2 separate regions of the Triticum aestivum genome follow, and region 1 is linked to region 2. The links are chromatin contacts, called in public Hi-C maps. All regions are on one chromosome and are shown on one strand. The core of a region is the stretch at or near the end of the contact, and the rest is flanking DNA. Distances in the headings are between cores, read along the strand shown. Region 1 holds the start of LOC123106086. Region 2 has its middle 160 kb from the start of LOC123106086.

Region 1 (3,392 bases), core at 24-2,523, 160 kb before region 2:
GTAGCTCATGAGAAGAAGCACCCAGCAGATCCGGATCAATCTGTGGCAGCAAAGCAGAGAGACTTGTTGATTTAGCAGCATGAATTTGGGGAAAGTTTAGGTAATTCCTGTTTGGCCTGAATAGCATAGCTCACCATGTGGGATTGGGAGGAAGTAGCCATGGGCATGGAATGGGTGGGATAGAGGACATCATGGGATTGCTCCCAGAAGGGCACATCAGGCCTGAGATTCCTGTGCGCCCAATACAGCCTATGCAGGTCCTCGACCTACAAACACCAAATCAGATGCAACCACATGAGCAAGGGAAATATTTAACAGTACAACAACCAAATTAGCTTTACATCTATCCAATCTGCCGAAGAAATTGCGAAAATAATTGACTTTTATTCGTGGCTGTATTATTTACTCCCTCCGTAAACTAATATAAGAGCATTTAGATCACTATTTTAGTAGTATTTTTTAATCGTGATTTACACGGGCTGGCTGGTGAGGAAAGAAGAGATTTTTGCGGGGAGCAAGTAGGTAAGCAGGGGAAGGCACCTGGTGGCGGTAGGCGTGTTCTTGGCGGAGCATTGCGTGGCCGAGGCGGTGGTCCTGGGGCGCGGGCTCCGGCGACGGCGGCGCGCAGTTGAGATCCAAATCCATGACGGCGGCCATGATCTGCCCCCTCCCTGGACTGGACTGTACCCAACAACAAGCAAGCAACAGAGAAGCTAATTGAGATCAAACAAACAAATCGACCGGCAGGAGGAAAGGCAACCAAATATACTAAATAAACAACGGATTAAAACAAGAAAACATCGGCCAAGATTTTACTTACCTCGGCGAGGGAAAACAATTGGCGGCCGATGCAGGGGAGGAAGCTAGCTAGCTACTGGCCTCCTCCTCCTTTCTGCATGCTTTTCTTGTGATGTTTTTCCTCTCTCTACTCTCTTTCTTTCCCCAGGCAGGCAGGGAGGGAGGGAGGCAGCTCTCTCTTTCACCACATCTCGGCCGTCGCTGTTGCGCCGAGTTGTTTTCTTTCTCCGCTCCCCTACCTGTCTGCGATGAATCTGCCCCCTGCTCCTTTTTACCGCCGGACAGCGAGCGAGCGAGGAGCCGAGCCGATCTGGGTCTCCTTCCACGGGATAGAGGGAGGGGAGGGAGGGGAGCTGTGGTTGCTCTGGGTGCCGCTGTCCCGTCTCAGCTGTAGTGTCAGCTACTCCTCTCTCTCCTGCTTTTCTCCTCTCTGCTTCTCTGCTGCCGCTGCTCTCTCTTTTGGAGTAGGGAGGGGTATTTTTTTACTGGTAGAGTGAGTGCTGATATTGGACCCCTGCACTGTTTCCTTTTCTCCTCCAAAAGCTCGGGTCTTTGGAACTACTGCTGCTGCCGCTGCTGTGAATTCGGATCCCTGCACTTCCATTTGGTACTGCTGCTGCTGCTACAGAGCCCGTCAATTATGCTCCCACCGTGAGCTCTGAGTTTTGGAAATATGGCATTTCAACTGGCTGTGAATTTTTCTGCAGAAATTAGGTGCTGAATGTTGACTGTTGAACCGGTTTTTGTTCTGGGTTAAAATAAAAATCCTTGGTACTAGGATCAACGAGAGATGATAAAATATCTTGGGCTTGGCCGTCCCCGACCCAGGGCAGGGACAGTCTGTGTGTGGACGTCTGGATGGATTGAATAATGAATGAATAAAGTAGTGTCTCGTGTGGGTGTGCGATGCTGATGAGATGATCTTTGTGTGTGTTGCTTGTTGGCCTGCGTGCCAACTGTGGAAGGGGGCAGGGGATGGATCCCTGTCGGCCTCATTGCAATTTGCATGCTAAATAATCACACCTAGCCACCGGCTTAATAAGCCAACGACTAACAACTGATTACTTACTACTCCCTCTGTTCCTAAATATTTGTCTTTCTAGGCATTTCAACAAGTGACCACATACGGAGCAAAATGAGTGAATCTACATTATAAAATATGTCTACATACATCCGTATGTAGTAGTCATTTAAAATGTCTAGAAAAACAAATATTTAAGAACGGAGGGAGTATGCATGCATGCGTGCATGGTCCCTCTTTACGGAGATCTTGTCTTATAAGTGCTGGTGGTACACACGGGAGTTACTACTAGTACTATGGTTCTTACATTACAGGCACGGTGGTCCAGACTCTTGATGTACTTTTCATTGTGTTTGAGGTGAATTGCATTTCTGATCAACTTTGATAGTGAAAATGGATTGTTTTTGCCGAAATGAAAATTTGCTGAGGCTGTATCTGGAGCTTCTGTCGCTTTCATGCGCTTTGGGTTGGCCACTTTGTAAGTCACGGCCGCCGTGTTGTGGAACAGGGAATATCCTGTTCATGCATGACCGCAAATGACCAAGAGAAAAATCGGCAGGTGGGGGAATATGGGGGAAATGGGGAGGAAGACAGGTGGAAATATATAATTGGGTGGTGAGGGCATCTCCAGCGCTGCCTGGACACTGTATCCGTCCATGGTCCGATGGGGACTAGTCTGTGAACAGTGATATGAGAGTCGGGCATCTAAAATTACCCCCTAAATGTCCACCTACATACGATCAATTTAAAATTCAAATCCACCCGATTTACAACAAAAACAAAAAAGAGGCAAATGTTCACCCAAGTACGGTCAATTTGAAATTCAAATCCACCCGATTTACAACAAAAAAGAGAGGCAAATACGCATAGTTTTTACATTTCCCATCACAAAAAACATCAGTTCAGCAATTCATGCAAAAAAATGCCCTGCTGGACTGGCCATTCGAGCCTCATCGCTCACTCTGCCGTTTCAAGATGTTGAAGTGACGGCTTCTCCGCCTCCGCCTCAAGCCAATCTTTCTGTCCCTTCAACATCTTGAAATGGACGGCTTGCACGATCATTCTTGCATCGTCATCCAAATCATCCATCTTCAAGGTGCATCTTCGCGTCCTCCGCAGCGGCTGCGATCTCAACTTTCTTCTCTTCAAGAATGGTGTTCTTCTCTTTGAGTTTTATCTTCTTGTCGGCCGCCACCATCAACATGTTAAACCTCTCGCCCTTGCATGCCTCCTTGACATCGGAGCGCTTAACGTATGCCTCATCTTTCTTCACCAAGATGTCCTTAAACCTCTCCGTCATCTTCGCTGTTGCCCCTTCTCGCTTCGCCTTCTCCTCCTCCCAACCCTGAAACCCTCTTCTAACCTTCTTGGGCAGTTGTTTTGTTGGGTCGGTTGCATCACCGATTTCTTCCTCGGTGTCCATGCTGGCAGTATTGACAATGAATAGATTGCAATTGGATGGTACATTCAACTTCAACCAAAAATGCATGATGCTGAAGTTCTTCTTCTCCAACTTCAAGAACACATTGCACACATGGGAAGGCAACAAAATAAGCCATTGTCAAATGACCAA
Region 2 (3,768 bases), core at 191-2,690:
GAAGTAGTAGTTTGTCAAGTGTACAACCAGGAAAGTAAAAAGGAGCAGCAAAGGAGGGGAAACAAGCAGGAGTAGCATGAGAACAAGTGGTAGTGTGGTCCCCTGATGCCCAAACAGAATGGAGGATTAGCATTACTAGGACTACTATCCATTTTTGTAATTACTATGATGTAAAGAAATTCAAAAAGATAGTATGATATTTGATATAATGGAGGATTAGCATTTGTAATTAGCGGATCCAACCCAATGGAACAGGGTAGTCCAATAATAGAACTGTTCAAAAAAAAATTGCTTTTCAAATATTTTTATCTTTTCTGTTTTATAAAACTATTGGAAAGATCCGAGGACGGGCCACGGTGTTGAAAAATATGAAGAAAAAGAAAAGATTATGTCAAATGATCATGGTGGTTTATTAATTAAACCCATTAAGCATCGCGGCCAACCAGTTGTTCCACATGGCGCAAACTGGTTGGCTGCGGTGAAAAATCTTTTGAAATTTCTTTAAATGAAGGCCTCTTGTATCAAATATCAAAGTGATGTCAAAGGATTATTTTTTTAAATGTGTTTTTTAGATGGATGTAAAGGCCTCTTGTATTTTTTAAATGGAGGCTTATGCAAAGTGATGCTCGCTGGTAGCCTGCGGTGGTAATTTTTTTTTTACTTCTTTTTAAGATGAAGGTGAGTTCTTTTTTCTGAGATGTTTTTTAGACGGGGACGAGGACTCTATGTATTTTTTAAAAATGAAAACATGCGCACAATTTTCTCGTAAGCGGTGTCACAGGGTGGCGCCCCAACCACTAGTAAGATGCCAAGGATGAAATGTTCAAAATAAAAAAAATGATGCCAAGGATGAACCCAAGAAAGATCAACGGTGGATATGTGGGTCGAGCTGGTTAATTCACTACGTACAGCTTTCTCTTTTTTCTTGGAAGGAGGATACACCCAGGGGGCATCTATCAAAAGTCATATTATACTCCCTCCATTCCAAAATATAATGCGTCTGCGCTTCCTGAGGTTTAACTTTGACCATAAATTTAACCAACGAGACCAACTGTGGCGGAAGAAAAAAATTATATAATTAAAAACTTCTTTCGAATACGAATTCATTGATATAATTTTTGCTCCCGCCGCAATCGGTCTTGGTAGTTAAATTTACGGTCAAAGTTGAAGTACGTTAATAGAGGAAGCACTACATTGTGAAATGGAGGGAGTAGATATTATGGTTGTAGTTGGCCGGCAAGATTCTCTCAGAAAGGTAGATCGAGGATTAATCATTCGTGCTGCCGATATTTTTGTTTACGCAAGGATCAATCTGCCTAACTTCACTCAATCATTTTCCTGTTATTCCCTGAAAAGCCCCTTCAAATGTACTCTTAGTAGCTATAGTTAGTTTATGGGTGGCTAGGCGGGGCCCTCCTGCTTCTTGGAGCGACGTACTAGTACTTGTTGAAAGCTACTGGCATCTAGCTAGCCATAGCTAGCCACGTACTCACCACTGCATGATACTCCATTCTCGCGATAAAATTATAATTCTTCCATTGTGGAGAACGTATAAACTTCTTCTTTTTGACCAGGCCAGCGAAACGAATAGCAATAATGTGAGACGAGTCGGTCTACATAATCAGGTACATACAGTACTGTCTTTCTTCCGTGCGCGTGATAGAGAAAAGAAGTAACTAAAGAAAGTGAGTGGACTGAGCTTTCAATCATCGGAGAAAACGAAAGGCATGTGCGTGTGCCGATCACGTGTCCGAAGGAGAGAGAACGAGTGTCCTCTTCCCAGCTTGCTGTAGCAAGTAGTAGTACCAGCGGCATATTATCTCCTCTCTCCGTTCACTATTTGAAATGTTACAAAAAAAAATTTATAGTATATAAATAGACGTGTTATAGTGTGTTTGTTTATTTTTTTCATTTCTTATCTAGTCTACTCTCCGGTCCTTTTTAGTTCGCATATAAGATTTAACTGAAGTCAAGCCTCGTAAAGTTTCCTCGCAAAAAAAAAGCCTTGTAAAGTTTGACCAGCTTCGTAGAAAAAAGTGTCAACATTCACAATCTGAAATCAATACGATTAGATATGTCATGACTTAAAGTTTTATATTATATAACTTTAGCATGGCAGATGTTGATATTTTTTCATATAAATACGGTCAAACTTTGTGAAGTTTGACTTCAGAGAATTCTAATATGCAGAGTAAAAAGGACTGGAGAAAGTATATCAAAATATGCAAAAACGTTGTAATGATGATCAGAGGGAGTATTTGGTTTATGTAGACAAGCTAGGCGCGCATATGCTTGCAACCAATGGCATTATATATGAAGATGATGGGCGGTACTTTGAATGAGATCCTTGGTGGGGCCGTCAGTTGTTTGGCGTGTGAATCTCCATACAGTAGATAGATTGAGAGCTCTTAATCAAATTATTAAGCTGGCACCATCTACTACCACTTACCACTTAGAGCATCTACAACCGGACCTCTCAAATTCGTCTCATACGTCCGGACAGGGCGTCCGGTCACTAACCGATCATATATTTTTTGACCCAGTCATACGCCTCAACGGGCCTCAAACCGCCGGGCTGACCGGCACCCCTCATATCCAGCCCAAATATGGGGCGAATATAGGGGCGCCTGGGCACACCCGCCACGTCGGACCCAGCCCATACTAGCCCACCAGACCCCACTTATATTCGTCCACATCCGCTCGCCGGAGCAAACCCTAGCTACTTCACTCCACTCCCCTCCGCCACCCGAGCTCACCTCCGGCCGTTTCCGGCCTTCTCCGCCATGGTAGGCAGCGGAGCTGACTCCGTCCATTCCGGATTCATCGACTGAGATGTCATCCCGTGTGGGTTGGGGGAGGCAATGTCAGCCCGCATTGCACTCCGCCGCTCCCGGGAGGACAACGTCCGGCCAACGGACGAGTCCGTCCGCTGCGATACCATAGCATAGCGTCGGCTCACTGGTGCTCGGGTCCTCTGCTGCTGGATTCTCGTGGTCCCAGCCGGAACACCTCTCCTTTCCCATCTCCGGTTGGGCAGAGTATGAGTCCCACCGGGAACGGACGGCCCGCCGTGGGAAGGAGAGGATAAGGGCCGCCGAGGCCCGTATCGTGGCAAAAAAGGTGGCGGCGGTGGCGGCTGATGCGGCAGCGCGGGCGGCTGCAGAGGAGGAAGCCATCTGCACCTGCGTTGTGAAGAAACGACAACAGAGGAACACGCGTGCCCTCGCTCGAGAGCAGAATCGGGCGGTTTGCGCCATGGCTGAACTGCCACTGAAAGAGAAGAAGGAGGACAGCTCCGGCGACAAGCAGATTCGGCTCGTTCCCTACTGCATCTTCGACTGGTACATTCACGAGAAGGACGGCAGGGGCGCCGAGAAGGGCAAGGACAACCGTGGATGAACTCCACCATAGCCAAACATGCTAAATGTTGGTAGTCCGATGGCATATTTAGTGTAGTGATGGAATAGCAGGACGATGCGTGTGCGTCGATGTAGTTTTATGAGTTTGTATGAATTTGAGATATGGTAATTGAGGTTTCCGGTTGATGGAGTAGCAGGACGATGCGTGTGCATCGATGTAGTTGCATGCGTTTGTATGGATTCGAGATATGGTAATTGAAATGTCCGAATGTGAATTACTACCTTTCTCTCAGTTTACAGGGCGTGCGCGTACCCCTAAGTCGTCAATTTGACCAACCTAATACAAGTCATATATCACAAAAAATATAACAACATAAACTACGGAGTTTCTACTTTCAAAAGATATAAT

Evidence for each region. A called contact is a pair of places that touch in the nucleus more often than the background predicts.
Region 1: a contact with region 2 is called in a Hi-C map of leaf, with 2.9 times the contacts expected there. The contact joins the promoter of LOC123106086 here to the enhancer-like site in region 2. A contact is called at or near these places in 3 of 5 Hi-C or Micro-C datasets (all in leaf) and 1 of 1 datasets of contacts at active chromatin or transcription factors (leaf).

The regions. Positions count from the first base shown.
Region 1 is chr5A:695,437,639-695,441,030 of IWGSC CS RefSeq v2.1, reverse strand. It overlaps LOC123106086, which reads right to left and starts at 1,273. Exons shown (of 5, transcript XM_044528292.1): 1 at 821-1,273; 2 at 541-681; 3 at 135-266; 4 at 1-40. The coding sequence starts at 657.
Region 2 is chr5A:695,280,058-695,283,825 of IWGSC CS RefSeq v2.1, reverse strand. No RefSeq gene overlaps it. Among protein-coding and RNA genes, the nearest start is that of LOC123106086, 160 kb to the left of the region's middle. Within about 2 kb of position 1,440, at least 3 of the 8 cell types and tissues checked have an H3K27ac peak or open chromatin away from gene starts, as enhancers often do. A contact at or near this core is called in leaf, where this site is marked.